2 separate regions of the Hordeum vulgare genome follow, and region 1 is linked to region 2. A link is a contact called in public Hi-C data. All regions are on one chromosome and are shown on one strand. Each heading gives the region's core, a stretch centred on a gene start, on an enhancer-like site or on the middle of the called end of the contact. The rest is flanking DNA. Distances are from core to core; before and after follow the strand shown. Region 1 holds the start of LOC123411740 (protein PSK SIMULATOR 2-like). Region 2 holds the start of LOC123410418 (probable magnesium transporter NIPA6).

Region 1 (4,314 bases), core at 1,109-3,608, 200 kb after region 2:
CATTTTTCCATGAGTACATGGTTTTGTAGACATTAAAGACCCAAGTTACACTCATCCCAAAGGGAGATCCAGTCTAGACCACATGATGTTTGGAGACTGCACATTATATTTAAAAGCAAACAATTTTTTCGAGTCACTATCATTGTTTTCAAACAAATGTTACCCCTAAGAAGCCAAAAGAGCCATGTTAAAATCTCTGAAATTGGGAGCTCCAAGTCATCCAAAGTTTTTCTTCCTAGAAACCATCCCCAAGTTGGTTAGATGATATTTATGTTGATCACCCATATCCCCCAAAAGAAATGGGCCATCTGAGAACTGATGGCATTAATTGCCCATTTAGGAAATTTCATCATAGCCATCAGGTATGCAGGGATACTAACAATACAAGCACACAACAAGATCAACTTACCCCTATAAGTGTGATATCTACCAAGCCAACCAGATATATTTTTCACTATTCTATCAATTATAGGCTGTAGGTCCTCCCTTCTCAACTTGTCATAGTGCAAAGGCACTCCCATGTATAATGGAAAAAGATCCCAGTTTACAAAAAAAAATATGTGTAAAGATCTTAGACCTATCTTCCTCAATGTTAATCGTCAGCAAATAACTTTTATGAAAATAGATTTCGTACCAGAGATATATTCAAAACAGGAAAGTATCCACTTAAAATTTCCAGCTTTCTCATAGGAATCCTCTAGAAAGAGGAGAGTGTCATGCGCGTATTGCAAACTGACCACACCACCTGGGATCACATGCGGAAGAAGGCCCAAAACTAGGTCATGTTTAGAAGCTTTAATTAGCATTTTAGAAAAGACATCTGCAACTAAATTAAAGATGAGGGGAGAGAAGGGGTCCCCTTGCTTGAGACCTCACCCCCCCACCCATGAAATATGGACTAGTAGTGTCATTAATTCGCACACTAAAGGTACTTTGTAGCAAGGAGATTTAATCCAGGAAATCCATTTTTTCCAAAGCCCCTGGACTCCAACATCTCAAAGAGGAAGTCCCAACTTACTCTGTCATATGATTTCTCGTAATCTCATTTGAGCACAAGCCCCGGGAAGTCAGACTTTTTACCTCGTGAATAAGTTCGTGGGCCAGAACAACACTCTCAAGAATGTATCCGCTCTTAATAAATGTTGTCTGGTTGGGAGAGATCATTCTATTACTAATAGGAGAATACCTATTAGTCATAGCCATAAAATCTCGGACCATTGCCATACAATCTTTCTTAATCAAATCCCAAAAAGTCTGATAGAAGAGGAAGGGCCCGCGACACCATGTGCATACGATCCAAAGATGACCCCCTTGATTTTCTGTTCTGAGAATATTTTCTAGAGTGCCTCATTCTCCATGGCAGTAAGTAGTTCATTTCGTCCCAAAAGGAAGGACCAAGATGAATGTCATGTTTCCCTTCGTACCCAATTCTTTTTATATAAAATAAGGTAGCCTCCTCCAACATTTCATTTGTGGTAAACACAGGACATGAGTCCCCATTTAGCTCTGCTAAATGTTTTTTCCGATGCCTACTGTTAGGTGTTAGCTAACACATGAAAATATGCGTTGTTTTTGTCTTCATCTTTAATTCTACGATCTCTCGACCTCTACCACAAGGCAGTCTCCTCTTTTCGCATAATATCACCCAATTCTTTTTTAATCTCTCTCATCCGATTTTATGAGCGCTTGTAATTCAGCATATCAGTTTCGTCCATGCAACTTAAACCGTGTAACAGAGCGAACCGTTGCCCCAATCCACGGGATTTAGAACATGTGGTTTGACATTAAGGCGTTTCTAACTTACGTGACGCGCGCGCGCGCACACACCGCCTTGAAGAGTTTATAGAGACATGTCTTGAGGCAGTGGTGGAGGACCCAGGAAGGGCAAGGGCTGGTGCCCTAACTTGATTCATCCGACACATGCTGAACGCAAGGCGGCGCATTAGCATGACATCGTTGCCGGTGGCGAGCGACCAAAGCCCGCCCTACTTTAACTTTTATCCGTCCTTCGTCACTGTCTTGAGCCATGGTACATGGAGCAAGGGTTATAACATGTCGACAACCGAGTGGTCACCTAAGCCTATAGATTTATCATTTACAATATAAATAAATAAAAAACCACCGAGATCTAAGAACCTTCCTACCGTAAGCACAACTTTTGTGTGGTACTACTACGGTAGAAGTAAGTATAAAACCAGTCGGCGCAAGGAGCACCTGTTGCCCAGTAGCGAAGGCAAGGTGAGAAGGAAGGAAGGCAGAAGAAGGTGAGGACGAGGAGAAGGTGGGAAAGCGGCTCCTCTCCTGGTGCTGGTGGGAAGAGAATATAGAATACCCGCATAGGATTGTGGGAGCGACCGAGGAGAGGGAACAAGTCAAAGGCTGCGAACGCAACGCCACGGCGACGACGTCGACGGCGACGGCATAGTAGCTAGGAAGAGAACCCAAAACCACCACCCTCCTACCTCCGTCCCTCCATCCATCCCATCCCATTCCCCCGCCCTCCACCCAACCAATCCCACGCCACTTCCTCCTTCCCACTCCGGACCCCATCGTCCAACCCTGTTCGACGCCGGCGGCCGACGAGGGGGGCGCCGAGTTGCTCTGGGTTGGAACTTGCTCTCGAGTCGGCAGGCGCGCCATGGGATGCGTCTTCTCCAGGGGGGGAAAGCGGGAGGGGTCGGCAAGGCCGCAGGGCCGCTCGGTCCAGCCGCAGCCGTACCACCAGCAGCAGCAGCAGCAGCAGCAGGCGCTCGGGGCGGTCTTCGACGCGCGCCGGGGGCGGTACGGCCCCACGGACTTCGACTCCGGGGAGATCGCCATCCCGCCGCCGCACAAGCCCCACAAGGTACCTAATAACCTGCCCCCTCTTCCTCCACCGCAACTCTCCAATTTGTGTTCTTGCGTTTCTTTCCCCTCGAGCCGGACCCTGTGCCTGCCGGCCGCCCGCCTACATCAGTGCCCGGCGGCCGCGGCAGAGACCTTACTTGGCTCTCGTCAGGCAGAGCACAGCAGAGCAGAGCAGGGTAGCCACGACCGCGACGGAGCTTCAGAAACTGCAGCGCGCGTTCCAATCTGCCCGGAACAGAACATCCGCCCCAGGGAAGCCTGCCATGGCGCTTAGTTGTTTCAGGCGAAGCTGCCGTGCAGTTCGGCCATGGCGCCGGATGTCTACACCATGGATCACTCCGTCCAAACCAAGAATTCGGTTTGATTGATTCCGCACACAAGCTGTTCTGACGAAGAATTGCGCAATCAATCAGCGTGCTTTCGCCGAGCATTTCGGATTGGGGAATCAATCAGTCAATCAGCCAGCGTGCTCCCGCCGGAGCAGGGGAGCTGGTGTCTGGTGGCACAGGAGGAGGCAGAGTCCAAACGTAATATGGAAAGTCAATCTTGGCGGCCCTTGTTTTTTCACACATACACACACACACTGGAGGCTTGGTCGCACACGGATTCCTCTTCGTCAGCCGAGCTTGGCTTAATCTGCGTTCGGGTTGCTGTCCTGTCAGCGTATTGTATAGTCTACTCCTTGGACTGGTCAAGCCTCTGACACGGACAGAAACTTCTATCTTTGCGGCTGCTGTTGACCACTTCTTCGATGCTATCCATGGAGATGGAGTTTCAGATCGGAAAATATGAAACTGGCTGCTTTGACTTACAGTCAGAAGGAAGCACTGCATGGTGAACGGGTGAAGTACAGACTGCAGGACTGAAAGTTTTCAAAGTAATTCTGGCATATGTTACTCAGTTCAGATGATTTGGATAAGCAAGTTGGTGGTATGGCAGTTGAACTTGGGTGTTGCTTCCTGCCTGGAGATGCAAAGGCTACACGGTATCGAAACTGATGTATCTATCTATCTGGTTAAGGGAGTTCAGCGCCGTCAGTCATAGATGGGCATGCTGTCGCTGCCCTGTTCTTGTACCACATGTTCCATGCCTGCTTTTATGTGGCCAGTGAGCATCAAGGATCATCGTCGGTGGCACAAAATACTTGTTTGGAAGGGGTTATGGAATAGCCTCGAAGGAGCAGCACACACTTCAAATTTGGAAAGGTCATACTGAAAGAGCAGTATGGTAGCCAGTTCAAAGGAAACATGTTTTCATGCAACTGAATACCTGCTATTGTTTCTTAAAAAGGGACAATACAGCTCTCGTTTCCTCCCTTAGCTGTCTGCAATAACTTATTATCTTTCAATTCATTATTATTACCTGAGAATATATCGGTAGCCTTTTTTTTTTTTTTTTTTTTTGCATTAGCTCTAACATATTGTTTTGTACCAGGTATCAGAACCAGGTACATTTATAGGAAGAGCC
Region 2 (4,290 bases), core at 768-3,267:
AGAAATCCTGCCCATGGTTGACACCATAATATGCAGAAAGCCTGTCAAACACGTGGGTGTGCTAGAACTAACATAAGGTGTATGATTGCAGGCTGATGACTCACCTGGTTGAGTAGCTAGATCCCAGATTTCTTCCACGGAATCAGGCATGTGCTCTTCAGGAGCATGTAGAACGACAACAACTGAACCTACTATGCACGATATACAACCAAGAACGCCAAGCTTGTTAAGCCGCTCCTTCAGCACAAAGTGCGCTAACACTGAACTGGCCATTTGTAGAAAAAATGTATGTCAAGCACGGGAGAATCAAAGACGGTACCGAAACTAGGGGTTTTGGTTTTGCAAATTCACCTGACGATTATGCTTAGTGCTCCAAGAGGAGTCACAAGGACAGCTGGTGCAAAGACATAGGCAACAAAGTTCGCAACCTCCCCAAGCAGCACTTGCAAATGTCAAGAAAAAATAAATTAGTTGCATAACTAAATCAGTACCCACGGCTAATTTTGTGCAGAATGAACATACTGGTGATCAAGCCAGCCCACCAGAGAGGCTCCAGAAGATACGTGTATCCTCCTCCGCCTGTAATTTAGAGAGAGGGGGAGAAAAACAGAAACATGTAAGCTGGGCCTGGGATGGTAGGAGAGTTACCAAGACAAGTCTGAATTCTGAATTGGGTGAACATCCCCGTATAAAAAAACCAGACGGGAGGTGAAATGCCAAAAATGTTTTGTTTTTATAGTGCCAATCATGCTAATCAAGTACATACAGGAGGTTAATAAGGAGTAAGAAATCTGAAAATTTAAGAGATTTTGGTTCATATATGTCTGATTAAGCCAGTGATCCTAGACATATTGTAACTTGCATACATTCGCAGTAAAGTGTGCCGTGAAATGGGTCATGACAATTGAGCCACCTTCATTGGAATCTACTGAGATCTGTAAAAATCACTATCCAATTTCGCATTACCCAACTTACAGCAAGGTAGATAGACTAAATCATGTTCCGAAGCATACGCCATACTTGCAATGTTCATTTCTCATCATGCTCTTTCTATGTTAATGTTTGATCTTCTGGAGGCCCTCTCGGTTACCATTGACCCATATGAAAGCACGATGCTACGAGATGACTGGCTGCCAGTCAGCACGAGCGTAGCTGGCGTCCAGAAGGCGGCAACAGCAGCGGCCAGCGCACAAGTTTGACTTTGAAGAACAGGCAGCAGCTATGACCGCCCGGCCCTAATCACGCCGAAGCATTTTGGAATCTCGGGTGGGGATTGGAATCATCGCCCGATCCAGACGCCATTGCTCCACGGATCCAGGGAGGCGTCGAGATCCGAAGCATCCGTCGGGTCGGGGCGGCCGTGGGGGGTTCGAAATTGAACAACGCAGCACAGAGCAGAGGACCGCCGGGCCGGTGGAGGAGCGGGCGGCGGCGTCGATAGGAAGGAAATCCGGCAGGCAGGGTGGGAAGAGAGAGAGAGAGAGAGGGGGGGGGGGGGGGGGAGACGGCGTGGCGTGGCGTGGGGGTAGGGTACCTGCGCGGACGCCGCACTTGCCGGCGCGCATGAGGCCGATCTTCTTGAGGATGAAGCTGGCGCCGATGAAGGCGCTGGAGGCGACCGCCAGCGCCAGCCCCTTAGTGTTGTCCGACGCCCCCATCCCCGTCCCCGTCCCCGTCCCGTCCCGCCGGCCGCCACGCCACGGCGAGCAAGAAGACGCAGCTAGCTAGACAGCCCCCGCGCCGCACCGCGGGCCTCCGGTTCGAATCTCCGGGGAAGCAGGAGGAGCCGCCGGTGGTGGCGCGTGCCTCTCCCCTCCTCACTCCGCGCGCGCTTGTCTCGTCCGTGATGGCGGCTGGTAGCTAGGGTGGCTCCGCCTATTGTTGTGGTCCGCCCGCCGGCCGCCGGCCCGGTCGTGGGTCGTGGCTGATGCTCCTTGGAATGGACGACGCGAGAGGGACAGGGGAGGCGACGCGGCTGCTTCGGGGGCGGATGGTGGGTGGGGCCCCCCTCACAAGAAGGGTGAGTGTGTCTGCCATTGGCCGCTGCCCGCTGGCTGGACGAGCTGGATCTGCGCGGCACGCACGCACGCACGAACGTCACGTGCCGCGTCGCACCGCACGGATCGCTCAGGCCAACTCCAACTCACGGATGGCGGGTGCTAGCTAGCTAGGGTGGCTCCGCCCATTCTATCCGGTTTTCGTCCCTTTACATCAACTTCGACGCATGATCTCAAATACTTTGTCTCTGTTTACATAAAATCGGTACAACGCACATGAATCTCTCCCTAATAATAAAGCGTCTAAGGCTTTTCTCGTCCGTCGTGGCTATTTTGCAGAAAAATCCCCAGATGTTTGCTGAAATCAACCCACAGTCCCGTTTTAAGTCAAAAAAATGAATCGTTTTTTGAATGTTTCAGAAAACCCCCTGATGTTTCAGGTAATCAACCCGTAGTCCGAATTTAAGTTAAAAAACGAATCTTTTTTTTCCTTTTCTCAAAAACCCCCCTGATGTTTCAGGTAATTAACCCGTCCTCCGTTTTTAGTCAGTCAAAACAAAAAAAACCTGACTTTTCAGTTAATCAATCCACATTTTATCTAAAACAAAAATATTCATATCTTTTAAACCGTAACTCCGATTTTAACATGTTATATATGAAATTTGATTAAAAAAACATGTAGAATCTAAATAGGATGTTATTTTTAGCTGTTGAATACTTCTTAAATATTATTTTTGGTGCAAACTTAATCTGTAGTGCACAATCCTTCTTTTTTCTCTCTTTCCGGCGACGATACAAATTGCAATAAACATCCATTAAATTAAAACCAAATTAAGGGGAAAGAAAACCATCGTTAACCACACATGCACACCTTTGAAAAACCTCATGGGGAGAAACAACTTATTTCTCATCTTATTCCGAGTGATTGTACATTTAAACGCGTTTTCGTTGTACGAGCACTAAGGTCATCGTCGGCAACACAAATGTGATGTCATGTGAAAATATATTACGTTCAGAGCGTGTGTTATTTCTCTTCCGTTGCAACGCACGGGTTCTTTTGCTAGTAAACAGATAAAAGTCAATTGTCTGTCCACTTCGTCCTATCTTCGATTCAAATTCAGGCCGCGTTTGCGTTAAAACGGACATCATTCCAACGGGCGGGACCCACACCCCCTTGTCCTGCGCTGGCCCGTTCATTGGGGATAGAACTCCTCTTTTCTCTTTCCTAGCCCCATCCTCCGCCCCTCCCTTCGTTGCGACATCATCGTCGTCGCCGCCCTATCCTTTTTCTCGTTCGTCTTCCTCGCTAATTTACCAGGGGCCTCCAACCACAATCATTCCATGCCATAGCCTGCTCCCACGCAAGCGGTGTTCGCGGCTCTTCCGGTGGGGAGAGAAGCAACGGCCGCGACGACGGCCATCGACCTCATCACCTTCCGACAGGCGATGCATAGCCGCAACGCGCCAAACGCCAACACCAGCCTAGTTGGCTTCTTGCGAGAGGCACAACAACAGCTATCATCCATGAACGCAAGCCGTGCCAACCATCACGAACGCAAGGTGTTCGACACTTTGCTCATAAGGTACGATGGACACGGGAGATGAGTTTTTTTTTCACAATTTCATTTGTTCATCGGATGAAGAAGACATTGGGGTAGCTTCATTGGTCGTCAATGACCACACATTGCCAAAAAGCTACCTCGGTTTAGGGTTTCAGTACCCGGTCATGCTCCAGTCTTGAACCGCAATAGGGAGAGCAGCTAAACATTGCTTTATGTCGATTACTTTGAGAATGACTTGCTCTACAAACCACATCAATTCCGTCGTAGATTTCGTACGACGAGACATGTGCCCAACCATATTAAGGAGAGAATGCTAGCATATGACCCATACTTCCCATACTTTGATTGCAAACGTGATGCCCTTGGCAAGTTTGAGTTCTCCTCTTATTAAAAATGCACCGCGTTTATCCGCACGCTTGCGCATGGAATCCCATGCGATCTTGTGGATGAGTACGTGGGTATGAGTGAATCCACATGCCTTCAATAAATATACAATTTCTGCAAGGCTATGATGGAAGTGTTTGGCCCTGAGTACTTGAACATGGCGAGGCCATAGATATACGGGGCGAGGGGCAAGACAACAATAAGGGGCCCCTATTTACTCAAAGGAACTCAAATGCTCAAAATATTTTATATTTCAAAACCAAAGTAATATCCATTACATAGCATTGTCCGATGATTTTAATTTAAACTCTAAAACTGACAATACAATTTATTTATCGATCAAGTGA

Evidence for each region. A called contact is a pair of places that touch in the nucleus more often than the background predicts.
Region 1: a Hi-C map of leaf shows a contact between it and region 2, with 1.8 times the contacts expected there. The contact joins the promoter of LOC123411740 here to the promoter of LOC123410418 in region 2. A contact is called at or near these places in 2 of 6 Hi-C or Micro-C datasets (leaf and seedling).

What each region holds. Positions count from the first base shown.
Region 1 is chr7H:618,031,105-618,035,418 of MorexV3_pseudomolecules_assembly, forward strand. LOC123411740 (protein PSK SIMULATOR 2-like) reads left to right here and starts at 2,359. Exons shown (of 12, transcript XM_045104706.1): 1 at 2,359-2,845; 2 at 4,282-4,314. The coding sequence starts at 2,639.
Region 2 is chr7H:617,833,647-617,837,936 of MorexV3_pseudomolecules_assembly, forward strand. It overlaps LOC123410418 (probable magnesium transporter NIPA6), which reads right to left and starts at 2,018. Exons shown (of 9, transcript XM_045103358.1): 1 at 1,535-2,018; 2 at 523-579; 3 at 352-442; 4 at 105-265; 5 at 1-7. The coding sequence starts at 1,658.